3 separate regions of the Mus musculus genome follow, and all the other regions are linked to region 3. A link is a contact called in public ChIA-PET and HiChIP or PLAC-seq data. All regions are on one chromosome and are shown on one strand. Each heading gives the region's core, a stretch centred on a gene start, on an enhancer-like site or on the middle of the called end of the contact. The rest is flanking DNA. Distances are from core to core; before and after follow the strand shown. Region 1 has its middle 6.1 kb from the start of AI506816. Region 2 overlaps Srpk2 (serine/arginine-rich protein specific kinase 2). Region 3 overlaps 5031425E22Rik (RIKEN cDNA 5031425E22 gene).

The links. ChIA-PET counts read pairs in DNA pulled down with a chosen protein or histone mark. HiChIP or PLAC-seq counts read pairs in DNA pulled down with a chosen protein or histone mark.
Region 1: an RNA polymerase II ChIA-PET map of memory CD8 T cells shows a contact between it and region 3, with 316 read pairs. The contact joins two enhancer-like sites. A contact is called at or near these places in 1 of 15 datasets of contacts at CTCF or cohesin (pro-B cells), 2 of 484 Hi-C or Micro-C datasets (CD4 T cells and the N1E-115 cell line) and 10 of 115 datasets of contacts at active chromatin or transcription factors (the 230-238 cell line, CD8 T cells, cardiomyocytes and 5 more).
Region 2: an H3K27ac HiChIP or PLAC-seq map of double positive thymocytes shows a contact between it and region 3, with 5 times the contacts expected there. The contact joins two enhancer-like sites. A contact is called at or near these places in 2 of 15 datasets of contacts at CTCF or cohesin (large pre-B cells and pro-B cells), 2 of 484 Hi-C or Micro-C datasets (B cells and liver) and 4 of 115 datasets of contacts at active chromatin or transcription factors (the 230-238 cell line, double positive thymocytes, large pre-B cells and 1 more).

Annotation. Positions count from the first base shown.
Region 1 is chr5:23,716,644-23,720,925 of GRCm38.p6, reverse strand. No RefSeq gene overlaps it. Among named protein-coding and RNA genes, the nearest start is that of AI506816, 6.1 kb to the right of the region's middle. Within about 2 kb of position 1,800, at least 72 of the 459 cell types and tissues checked have an H3K27ac peak or open chromatin away from gene starts, as enhancers often do. A contact at or near this core is called in the 230-238 cell line, CD8 T cells, effector CD8 T cells and 3 more, where this site is marked.
Region 2 is chr5:23,644,338-23,648,538 of GRCm38.p6, reverse strand. All of the region lies in intron 2 of Srpk2 (serine/arginine-rich protein specific kinase 2), which reads left to right. Among named protein-coding and RNA genes, the nearest start is that of Srpk2, 30 kb to the left of the region's middle. Within about 2 kb of position 2,663, at least 8 of the 459 cell types and tissues checked have an H3K27ac peak or open chromatin away from gene starts, as enhancers often do. A contact at or near this core is called in double positive thymocytes, where this site is marked.
Region 3 is chr5:23,385,704-23,390,005 of GRCm38.p6, reverse strand. The region is part of intron 1 of 5031425E22Rik (RIKEN cDNA 5031425E22 gene); the gene reads left to right. Among named protein-coding and RNA genes, the nearest start is that of 5031425E22Rik, 45 kb to the left of the region's middle. Within about 2 kb of position 2,950, at least 405 of the 459 cell types and tissues checked have an H3K27ac peak or open chromatin away from gene starts, as enhancers often do. A contact at or near this core is called in the 230-238 cell line, CD8 T cells, double positive thymocytes and 4 more, where this site is marked.

The sequences.
Region 1 (4,282 bases), core at 551-3,050, 330 kb before region 3:
CAACAGAAAAAATAGCAGCATACTTTAAAAGGGGCTGTTTGGCCCTCTCACTTTCTTGCTCTCTCCCTCTTACTCTCTAGCCTTTCTTCTTTCTCTCTCTTTCCCCCTTCCCTCCTCTTGGCCATGGCCGGTCTCTCCTTCTCTTTTACCTTTTCTGTTTCCCCCTGCCTTTCTATAATAAAGCTCTAAAACCATGAACTGTCTCTGTTCATCAAGGCCCGCTGTGCAGACTCTCGCCTGTGTGGGAACCTCTATCCCTAAGCCCTCTCTCCCATAACCCCGAGGCTACAGGGTTTTGCCCCAGGGCTCCTTGGTTTGGGGGGTGCCTGCCCCTTGTCCACCCACCATCGAGTGGGGTCAGTGGCTTAGATGCCCACCAGAGGCCGAGTGAAAAGCGTCTGACAGTCCTCCCACATCCACCTACCCAGAGCATAAGAGGAACTCTGGCCAGACGTAGGCTATCCTCCCTCCCTCCTCCTTCCCCGGCCCCTTATAGTTCCCACAGGCCACCACTGCAGGACCATACCTACATCTCTTTGTGGAACAAAGAAACTACATCAAAACTCTTTGTAAAGTACGTGTGACACCTTCCGTAACAGGAGGTTTTGTTGCTTGCCTGAGGAAAAACAAATTTACAAGAATGGCTCTGGAGGAGCATCCAGCATCAGAAAGTCTTCAGCCACCCAGATTGTACAGAGGTTACCAAGCTAGAAAGTATGTCTGCTCAAGGCTCCTGGGAGGAAAACAGGTTTGATTTTACATTCTTTCTCTTGAAGAACCAAGCCTGTGTTGTTACCATCCCAGGCTCCCCTAGTGCATGCCTATGAGTACCAAGACCACCACGCCCCCCCATACCTCCCAGCACTGGTGTGAGAGACAAGTGCCTCTGTAAAAAAACTGTCCCTCCCCCTTTCAATGTGGGTACTAGGTTTCTAATCCAGTCTTCAAGCTTGCTGGGAAAATACTTTACTGATTAGACGAGACTGCAGCTCCTCATTTTAGTTTTAAGTGAAAACCAACATGAACTAAGAGGCAGCTTTCTTGACACTCCTTCCACAGAGACTGACTTGTCACAAGTTTTCTCTTCCTACTTCTAAGGTACATAGAAGATGGAGAGGTGGGCTGGAGAAGGGAATCACATCTGCCATTGATTCAATGTGAAGATATATTGTTGCAACTATCAACTTTCTGATCCCTGAGAATAATCGGGAAGCAGCAGGGCTGGGGACAGAGAGGAAAGAAGGGCAGAGAAGTGCGCAGTGAGGTGGCTCAGTGGGTCAGTATTTGAAGAGTTCAATCCCAGAACCCATGGAAGGGTGGAAGGAGGAGAAAGACACCTGTTTCCAACGTGCTCCAGGCCAGAGTCACTCTGTCTTGCAGATGCTTCTAAGGATGACACCTGAGGGCTGTCCCGTGGCTGCCATATGCATGTGCGCACACACACACACACAGTATGTCCCAGCATGCATACACACATGCATGAAAAAGGAGGGGAGAATCTGCTCCATTAAGCCTCTTAGGAAATTTCTCACAAGACATGTGAGGATCAGAACTGGTGGAAAGAATTTAGAATTGTTCTCTCTTCATGACTGAATCCTTTTTGTATGTTTTTTTCTTTTATGTGTATTTATGAGTCAGAGCTTGACCACCAGGCAATACTTCCTGCACCTGTATATGAGCTCATTGTGGTTTTTGTGGTTTTTCTTCCTTTATATGAGAGATATTTGTTGTTGTAGTTCAGACACTTTGAGTTATGTCCCTGATCTGATCAACACTAGGGTGTGTGTTCAGTAAACCATCCCAGTCTGACTGAGATGGTGTTCCTGTGGTTTGTGAAGTGACTCTCAGACCCCAACAAAAGGTCCAGTGTTTGGGTTTCTGCTTCCTCTGCTTGGTGTTTCTGTTTGGTGTCTCCTCAGATGGAATCTGCGGTGTGTCAGGGTGGAGAGGCTCACGGCGGGGGTGGGAATAATTGACCTGTGTCCTCCATGTGCACATCTGCCTGAGTTGTGGTGTGAGCTGCCTTCAGGACAGTGACGTCATTAAGACATCACTGTTCCCAGATTGGTGTCATCTCTGGAGTTTGCTGCTGAACCCTGGGACCTGGTTACTCATGACCATGCTTCTCTTGGCTTGGAGACACCTAGCAAATCTACCTTGACAATGCTACCTCCTCTGGCTACACTATCTTTAAAAAAAAATCTCCTTTCCTCCTTTATACCTCTTCTTCCTCTGCTTCCTCCTTGTCTTCACTTTTGAGACAAGATTTCATTCTGTAGCATAGGATGGCCTCAAATTCATAATCCTCCTGCTTTAGCTTCCCAAGTGACGGGATTACAAGTGTATACCAACTCATCCAGTGTCAGTGCCTCTCTCTCTCTCTCTCTCTCTCTCTCTCTCTCTCTCTCTCTCTTCCTCCCTCTCTCTCCCCATCCATCCATTTTCTTTTTTATCCTCCATAACACCATGCATTGCCTTTATTTTGGTATGAGTCCACATTTCAACATTTAGTCGTCCTGAACAGAGTGGAGAACTTGGCAAGGAGACAGGAGGCCCAATTATCATCCCTGTCCACCTTGTGTCATGCCTTCATCCACTTTAGACCCCTTCTTCCTGTCTGTTTTCTTGGTATCTACCTATCTGTCTATCTCCTCATTTTTAGATTTATTTATTTGCATTTTATGCATATAGCTGTCTGTTTACCATGTGCTCTCAGAGGCAAGAAGAGGTTGTTAGATGCTCTGGAACTGGAGCTACAGGCACTTGTGAGCTGCCAACTGAGGTTTGGGTTTCAAAACGGGGTCCTCTAGAAGAACAGCAAGTGCTCTTATGTGCTGAGTCATCTCTCCACCCCCCAGCCCCCACAATCTTCTTCCCCATATACTTTCTGTCATCTACCTGTCTGTTTTTGATCTATTTTTCAACTGGCTTCCTTGAGTAAGAATTTGTCTTCTTCTTTATTTCAGTTTAGGGATCTCTTAACCTTGGAAAGTGGACAGTTATAGCCCTATCTATCTTTTTCCTGTCTCCACTTCCACACTCATACCCTCCTCCATGCCTATGCTTATCTATATCAGCTAAATGCACTGACACAAAATGAATTCTCCGCATTCAAGTCTCTACTGTTGGGTATCAAATATGCATACAGGCAGCTATTTAGCCTGCCAGTGCCTAAGCTTCCCTCTTTGTACAATGAAGATAAAACTCCTGTTTACTGTATAAGTTGTACTGAAGACAAATTCAGTTAATTTGTAGAAAGGGCTTAGAAGAGAACTTAGCAAATGGGGAATAAATACCATGTGCACATGTTCTTTTGTTGCTATTGTCAGTACTGAGTGCATTTTGTACTAGCCAAAAGTTTACACAGGCATACACATTCATCTGATGATCTATCTACTGGTCTTTTGTTTGTTTGTTTGTTTTCGAGACAGGGTTTCTCTGTATAGCTCTGGCTGTCCTGGAACTCACTTTGTAGACCAGGCTGGCCTCGAACTCAGAAATCTGCCTACCTCTGCCTTCCAAGTGCTGGGATTAAAGGTGTGTACCACCACCGCCCGGCTCTACTGGTCTTTTAAGTTTAGTATATGTCTTAGTTAGGGTTTTACTGCTATGAACAGACACCATGACCAAAGCAACATTATAAGGACAATATTTAATTGGGGATGGCTTACAGGTTTAGTCCATTATCATCAAGTCAGGAACATGGCAGCATCCAGGCATCAAGGACTAGGGTATTAAAGCCCATGCCCACAGAGACACACCTACTCCAAGGACACACCTATTCCAAAATAAGGCCTATTCCAACAAGGCCACACCTCCAAATAGTGCCACTCTCTGGGTCAAGAATATACAAACTGCCCGGTGGTTGTGGCACATGCCTTTAATCCCAGCACTTGGGAGGCAGAGGCAAGCAGATTTCTGAGTTCGAGGCCAGCCTGGTCTACAGAGTGAGTTCTAGGACAGCCAGGGCTACACGGAGAAACTCTGTCTCGAAAAAAAATATATATATACCTAAAATAAACAACTGCAGTCTGACTGCCAAAGTTTTGTCAGCGCTGGCCACCTAGTCCTGTGGAGCTGACCTGCCTTGTATCCTCACCTCCCAAGGCTCTTCTCTCTGCTGCCCATGCAGGCTGCAGAGACCTCTGCAGGGCGGGGAGGACTGGAAGGCCCACAGGGACTTGCTGGTGAAGACTCTAGCTGATAGAACTTGTCTCAAAAAATAAGGTGGAGAATAATTGAGGGAAAGAAACACCAACCTCTGACCTCCACGTGCATGGGC
Region 2 (4,201 bases), core at 1,414-3,913, 260 kb before region 3:
TTGGAAAGTTAAGAACCACTGCTTTAAGGGAAAATGAGGTTTTGTTATTTGTGTCTGAAATGTTAAAAGCTTAAATAAGTTGGGTTCTTTTTGTAAAACTTAAATGTACTTTTTGGCAAGATAGGCTTAGAATTCTCTTTCACGGGTACTGGTTGGCCCTTCTCCCTCAAAGGTGCAAGCTCTGTGTCTGTGGGAAATGGGGCAACACGGAAGGGCCTCAAACAGGACAATAATGGGATCAGTTATTTTCAGAGACTTGGCTCTGCAGGAGTGTGGATCAGGATTAGAACAGTGAGAGACAATGCTGGGTCAGAAACAACAGAGCCTCCCACCGGTATGGATGCACACAGATGAAAATTCTGTTTATTTTCAATAAAAAATTCAAGTCTTTTAGCTATATGGATTGGTTATGAAACTCTCTTAGTAAACTCTATAATACTGGGAATATACTATATAGGTTTTAAAAAAGGAAAAGATAATCTCATGATGCTATACAAAAAGAATCTTTTAGTTGAATATGTAGAAATTTGCATTACCCTTTGGTAGTCCCTCCCCCCACTTGCCTCCCTTGGATTCTCCTGCATTGTCCCAGCCAGTGTTGAACGCCAGGCTTGATGCTGTCCCTTCAGCTCCCCTGACGTCAGGATTATAGGTGTGCTATGCCATGCCTGTTCTCTTAGTTTGTAAGCATTATCTGTATGTGAACATTATTTTGCATATAAAAATGTGTGAATGAAGATGAGGACCTGTAGGTACAGTGAGGAGATGGTGTTTAATGTAGATATGAGGGAGAACATGGTCAGAGGCATCTGGAAGGGTCTGAAGGACTGAACTGGGCCATGAGAGGAGAGACGGGGGTGAGGTGGGGGGAGGCAGACAAAAAAGGAGGGCAAGAGTGGCTTTGTTATCTAGGAATCAGAAGTTGTGGGAAGGCAAGAGAAGCCCTGGGCTGGAGAGGTTTAGTGTGGGGTGGGGTGGGAAGGTCGGGGGAGGATGGTGGGGAGAAGAACAGAGGGAGCACACACGCACGCCAGGGCCTGGAGGCCAGCTGTGGTTGGTATGGACATAGGCACCTCAGCCATTTGTCCTGAGTGACACAGGGCACTCAGTGAGGCAGGGAACATAGGCTTGGGACCAGCTGCTCTTTGTAGAAAGAGTTCCAGCATGCAAGGCAAAAGTAAAAGACACCAGAGCAGAGGTGGGACTCTGCTTTTTTTGTTTTTGTTTTTGTTGTGTTTTGTTTTTTATTTTTTTGAGACAGGGTTTCTCTGTATAGTCCTGGCTGTCCTGGAACTCACTTTGTAGACCAGGCTGGCCTCAAACTCAGAAATCCTCCTGCCTCTGCCTCCTGAGTGCTGGGATTAAAGGTGTGCGCCACCACGCCTGGCTGAGGCGGGACTCTTGACCGAAGGTTTCAGTAGAGGAGAGAGGGAAATGAGGGGTGGAAATGACCAAAATTTATCTTTGGAATTGTCAAGGGATAGTAAAAGACAAAGGACAACAAGAATGTAACAAAAGTCCAAAAGCATGCGCTTACACACTCAGGGAATGTGAGCCTCTGAGGGTGTGGGGGAGCAGGAGAAACGCCCAACTAGTCCCCCAGGTGATTTGCTGGGGATGACTTCATTTCAGCATTGCTTTCTTTCTTTCTTTTTTTTTCCAAAGATTTATTTATTATAAATACACTGTAGCTGTCTTCAGACTCACCAGAAGAGAGCATCAGATCTCATTATGGATAGTTGTGAGCCACCATGTGATTGCTGGGATTTGAACTCAGGACCTCTGGAAGAGCAGTCAGTGCTCTTAACCGCTGAGCCATCTCTCCAGCTCTCAACATTGCTTTCTAAAATTTGCCTTGAATTTGCTTTCCTTAAATATAGTACAATGGACTATTTTGAACTCTAAGCGAGAGAAGAAGCCAACAGCGGGTTTTCAGACATAGTTGGTGAGGAGCTACAGTGGCAGCGGTAACACTGTTAGCTGACACTTCGCCCTTGACTTTCCCTAGTGCTTTGCAGAGCACTTCTTCATACATTGCCTTGGCTGCTGTTACCATGGTGTCTGGAGGTAGTTAAAAGTACTGGGTACTTAAATGATACTTTATTTTTGTAGACAGTAGATGTATATGTAGAATCTAGGATTAGGTGTAGTGCATAATTTGAATTTTACAGGCTGCTATTGAGTACAGTCTACCAGAGCCCTCAATTCCATTCATCATGGTATGGGCCACTTCTATGATATTATGAGAACATACAATTTACGCTTATAAAAGGCATGCTTATAATGAGCTTCAGTAAATTCAAAAAAGTAGAGAAAAGATACAATCTCCTAACATGTGCAGTTGCTTTGAGCATCAATTCATCCAGAGTCTTTTTAGAGTATGTCTACTGACTGGTAGGTTTAAGACCTCAGTAAGGCACTGTTACTGAGCATTATAGGGAGAACAACATATTTGGCACTTTTTCCTCGAGGCGTCTTTTTCTGTTTACAGAACAATAACTTAAGCCAAGCCTGGAAAGTGCAGATGAGAGTCAAAAGCATCTGTCATGTGCACTGACAGACGTACTCCTGAATTAGTTAGGAGGATTCAGTGTAGTAAGTCTGTCTTACCCATCAGCCTTTGCTGTTCATTTGTAGTCCTGGGCCTCTGGCTTACCAGAGGCAGGGTGGGTGGGGCTACCCTTGCTCTATACAGGAAGCTGCTTGCTCCTATGCACCCATGTAACTCTTAAAACCATAGAGCCTGTTCTTTGTCTTTTCCTTTTGTTGAAACATCCTAAAATGTAAGGATGGTTTTGGAATAAATTTCTTGTTTTCTTACCTCCCAAGTGTTTCCTTTACAGTAAGACTTCCGTTTTCTTTTTAAATCTATATATCGTTGTTGTTGTGTGTGTTTATGTGTGTATGCTCCTGTGTGTAGGGATGTGTCATGGTGCTTGTGTAGAAGTCAGAGGATAACTTTAAGGAGTCAATTTCTTTTCTTTTACCTTGGGTCCCAGAAGTTTGAACTCTTACAGGTTTTGGTGACCTGGTAATAAAATTTTCTTGTTTTAGGAAAAGCTTCAACATGTTCACCGTAGCAGGTGGAATGATATTTGTACTTATAAAATTTTCAGTAGTAAGATTGCAGTAAAATTTAATTTTAGTAAGTAGGTCCTCATGGCTCCCACCTGCAGTTTCAATACTAGGGATGCTTGCTGGGAAGTGGAGGCCAACTGACGGTATATCATGAGATACTTCTCATGCCTACTGATAATGCTGCCTTCATCTGTTAGTTATATTTTCTTCATCTTGGAAAAGACATAGGCAAGCCTACTTCTTCTTCTTTTTCTTTTCTTTCCTTTTCTTTTCTTTTCTTTTCTTTTCCTTTCTTTTTTTTTTTTTTTTTTTTTTTTTTCGTTTTCCAAGACAGGGTTTCTCTGTATTAGCCCTTGCTGTCCTGGAACTCACTCTGTAGACCAGGCTGGCCTCGAACTTAAAAATCCGCCTGCCTCTGTCTCCCGAGTGCTGGGATTAAAGGCATGTGCCACCACTGCCCAGTGCAAGCCTACTTCTGTTATCTCTTTTACATTAAAAGATATCCCATGGCCACATGTGTGGTGGCCCACACATTTGAACCCAGCACCAGGAAGGCAGAAGTAGGCAGAGCTCTGTTCAAGGCCAGCTTGGGCTACACAGTGAGTTTTGCAGGATAGCCAGAGCTACAGAGTGAGAGCCCTGTCTTGAAAATACAAAATACAAAAAACAAAACCAAAGAAACAAGTACCACCTGTAAGATCTTACAGCAGAATGACCCCAGCATTAAAGGAACTTGTCATCAAGTAGAAGATCTGAGATAAGCCCCAGAGCCCCCGTGGTGGAGGGGAAAATTGAGGTCTGCAGTGGCCTCTGACCTCTATAGGTCTGTCCTGCCATCTTCCTTGTAAGTAAACAGATAGAAAAAAGTGCAGGTAAAAATATGTGACCTCTAAAACCCCAAATCCTCCTTTTGAATTCCCTTGTGCCTAGGGTGAGTTTGGCAGATAGTCTGTTCCTTGCGAAGCATTGTAAGTAAGAGGATGATGTCCCCCTTTCAGAGTTAGGACTATAGGGGCCACATTTGCTTCCATGTGCAGGGCTTCTCTGTGCCTTTCCCGCTTTGTTCTCAGACTTCAAAAGAATGCCAAATGCCTGGTTTATTTGTTTCTGCTGTTGAGCAGAT
Region 3 (4,302 bases), core at 1,701-4,200:
AGTTCTCTGTCACTACTACTCAGCAGTCTGCTTCCTCGTTCTTTGCCTTGTTAAGGGTAATACAACATTCTTCCATCTGCCTCATTCAGTCCTAAGGAGCGAGACCACATTGGCTTGAGTGCCTTGTCCCATGGTGGTGTGGAAAGCCAGCTGCCCCACTGACTTCAACAAATCTTATAAGAAGACGTATGTGCTTTGTGCCAGACACCATACTGTGCGCTGTAAACAAAGCAGTGACTTAAACATAGCGCACACTACTGTCTGTTCTTCTGGCTTTCTGACAGTGATGCTGAGACACTGTGATCTGCTTATCCACTTCAGTTAACACATGAGCATCCCTTGGTCTCTCTCTCTCTCTCTCTCTCTCTCTCTCTCTCTCTCTCTCTCTCTCTCTCTCTCTCTCTCTCTCTCTCTCTCTCTCTCGTGAAAGCTTCATTACATTGCCATCTTCCTAAAGTGGACATCATGCCATGTCTCTTCATTTCTTGAAAAGTAATGAAGAGGCCCATAGAGTTTAGTATTTTCAGATAGGGCTTCGCTCCCAAAGGCACGCTTGCAATTCCCTCCAATCTTCCTTCCTTGACTCCAGCTATCTAGAATGTAGAGCCAAAGGAGTTAGTCACTCTTATTCTAAGGAAGAGCAACTGTTTCCTAGGTTTATGTCAACTTGATACAAGCTAGCGTTATCAGAGAGGAGGGAGCCTCAGTTGAGAAAATGCCTCCCAAAGATATGCCTGTAGCAAGCCTGTATGGTATTTTCTTAATTAGCGATTGATGGGGTAGGTACAGCTCATCGTGGATGGTGCCGCCCCTGTACTAGTTAGTGGCCCTGGGTTCTATAAGAAAGCAGGCTGAGCAAGTCATAAGGAGCAAGCCAGTAAGCAGCACCTTTTCATGGCCTCTGCATCAGCTCCTGCCTCCAGGTTCCTGCCCTGCTTGAGTTCCTGTCCTGATTTTCTTCAATGAACAGCAATGTGGAAGTGCAATAAATCCTTTTCTCTCCAAGGGTGGTGTGATATTTCATTACAGTAATAGTAGCCTTAACTAAGACAGAAGTCAACTTTTCCTTTACACACCTCGAAGTCAATTTTGTCTTTTTTTTTTCCTTTTTTTACATTAATTTTGCTTTGAACTCGCAAGCTTCTTTTGTTACCGTGGTCACTATTCAATACATATTTACCAGGTTCCAGGTACCATGCCAAGACTGTATAAAAAATATCATGTGATCCTCTCTAATACAGGGTAAGTACTATTATATATATCGTAAGGAGGAGGGCATCTTAGAGAAGTTTAGTAACATGCCCGGGGTTGAACATCCAACAAGGGCAGATACAGTCCGAGAGATCACAGCGGTGCAGTAGGAAAGTCTCTGGCATGATTAATAAACCACAGCTAGAATAATAACCAGCTAAGAGCTTTTACTTGGTGTTTCTTGTGTGCCAAGCATCATGTTGCTTTATGCATATTATTAGGATCTGTAAAGATTCCCCCTCACTCCTGACAGTTCCTCCATGTGGAAGAACTTCTGCTCCAGCATTTCTGACTTATTCCACTCCGAATTAGTGCTTCCCCAGGAAGAAGAATCAGGCTGGGAGAGGAGTGATTTCTTAATGGTGATTTGAGGAGAGGACTGGGAGCCTGTATCTCAGACTCCCTTCATCACATAGCAGCCAAACTCTTCTCCCTCCCGTGGTTACAGAGTGAATTCCTGGGGTTGGGGGGTGGGGAGAGGAGAAGAAAGAGAGGAAGGGAGGAAGGGAGAAAGCTGAAGCACACAAAATCCCAAGACTGGGAAACAAAATGAGTGACAAAGAAATTATACAAGCGGCTTCTAGTCCCAAGTGTTCCTTCTGCTCTGAGGGGAGGAAGTGGGGCTCATCAAGGTGGTAGAGGAAGATTTGGTATCCATGAGATGGTCCAGTGAAATCTGAGGAAGACAAGTGCATACACACAATTTAACAAGGAGGAAACGGACAGAGTGTCTCATAATAAACTTAAATTAGAAGAAGAGAAACCTGAGAAACAGGACAAGCTTGTGGATGAAGATACAGGAGACTCACAAGCTGGTACTTAACCAGTGAAGGAGATGCTGCCGAAGACCTGCTGAGACCCAACTAATAACATGACCAAATGAAATCATTCTTTGATAGTATTGCTTATGGTGATACTGGAGAAAGGAGCCCGAGTTAGGCTGAAGAAAGGTTAGATGCTGAAATGTTCGGAACCCCAATTTGTCCAGATGGTGGCCATGGAGCTACCAAGGCAGAGAAGTGTTGGCTTTCATATGGCAGGGTACGTGGTAGTGGCCGAGGAGGGACCATCACTGCCCCTCAAGTGGATTCAGAGGCATCATGGAGCAGAGAGTGCAGATTTTGACTATAGGAAAGATAATAAAGTCACCTCCTAGTCTACAGACAAGTTCCAGTCTCTGTACCCTTCTCATTCTGTTTGGAGATGCTATAATATGAGGTAGCTTATTTCAGCAGTTAGGGTGCTGGGTGGTAGACAGCTTTGTCAGTCAGCTATACACACACCGGTAAATAAACATTTTATATAGTTGTAAAATTTCATTCTATTCTGTTGCCAAAGAAACATTAAGAACTTTGTATAGCTTTTTAAAAAGCAACTACGTTTCTTTTAAAGAGAATAACTTTTAAAGTTTAAAAGAAAGGTGTGTGTGTGTCCTGCCTGTCTGATCTTGGCAGTTCTTTCCTGTTCAAGTATACTAACTTCGAGTCAATGATGACTAGGCTTTGACAGCGTCCTCTTGGCTTCCTCTGCGTCATCGTCATCGAAGCCATTTGAATGCTGACTTTTCCCCCTGGGCTTGCTAAGCCCAGTCCCTAGGGGACACAGCCATTTGAAACTCCCTGCGGTTTGAATGGGCTGGCCCAGCTGGCAGAGATCTGCAGCTGTGTTGCCTTTGGTTGCGTGGCAACGCAGCACCCCACCCATCTTCTGTTCTCAGAGCTGAAGATCAACACTGCTGAAGCTCTGTCTGCTCTTGCTGTCTCACAAGGACCGGAAGAGGATGAAACACCAGTCAGTACCGGGGGAATTGCAACGGAAAAATATTTTTCCATTTCGGTCAAGTCGCCATCGGGAAATCATTCAGACTCAATATTGAGACTGATACAGGGCGGTGAGTGGCATTTCTTGAGCAGGCTTTTCTGTTTGCAGAGAAATGCCCGCCCTTTGCGAACAATCAGCACCATTCAGCCTGGCAGGGTTGACGGAGCTTGGGGCAGGCCGCTGATAGATTTCATCTGCTTCTGAAACTCCGTGGTTTCGTACAGGAACACTGAAAAAGAGACTAGAAACAGGAAGTGGAAAAAAAAAACATTTCTACCTAATGGAAACTACCTTTTGTTCATCTGCACCTGCATTCCTGTTAAACATTTAAATTAGCGCAGGTATCTACTTTTCTAGGGACTATCCCCAGATGGTATGTACCCTAGAGGGGCTTTGCCTCTGATCTGGAATCTTCCTGTCACCATAACAAATCTCTCATTCTCTTTTCGCATTCCTCAGAAAAGAAACAGCTTGCCCATTGCCAGGAGGAATTAAGATCAGAGTCAGGGCAAAGTTCTAAACCAGTCTCCCCCTCCCCCACCCCTCCCCCTCCCCCACCCCCACCCCTCTCCCCTCCCCTCTCCCCTCCCCTCTCCCTCCCTCCCTCGCTTTATTTATTTATTTATTTATTTATTTATTTATTTATCTATCTATCTATTTATTTATTTATTTATTTATTTATTTATTTATTTATTTATTTTTGTGGCAGGGGTCTCTGTAACATAGCCTGGAACTCAGCCACACAACTGAGGATGGCCCTGAACTTGTGTGAGCCTCCTGACTTTCCTTCCTAAGTGCTGGGATTACAGGGATGCCCTTGTGCCACCATGCCCACCCAGCTCAGAAGCTCTCTTAGTGTAATTGTTGAGTAGCTCCCGAATAGTAAGGAACTGAGATGTAGTTGCCTTTGGTCAAGGAGGGGTCAGAGACAAGAGGAGTAAGATGATGACGGTTGGAAGATGTATGTCCGAGTGCACCACAGGGAAGCCAGGCTCAGAACTCCTTTTCACTCTGGTCCTTGCCTGCATCGACCCTGCTAGACGCTAGCAGATACTTTCTCACTAAGGTGGGGGAGGGTGGCTGAGACCCTTGATGGCACTGTGCCCAGAACAGAAAATGTGGTTGTTGGCAACTATATCAAAGGGCAAGGCTCTGCTCATTTAGAAACCTTTCCACCTCTGCTTACCAGACCCCATAACCTAGCATGCCCAAGGCCCACAGAAACTTTGG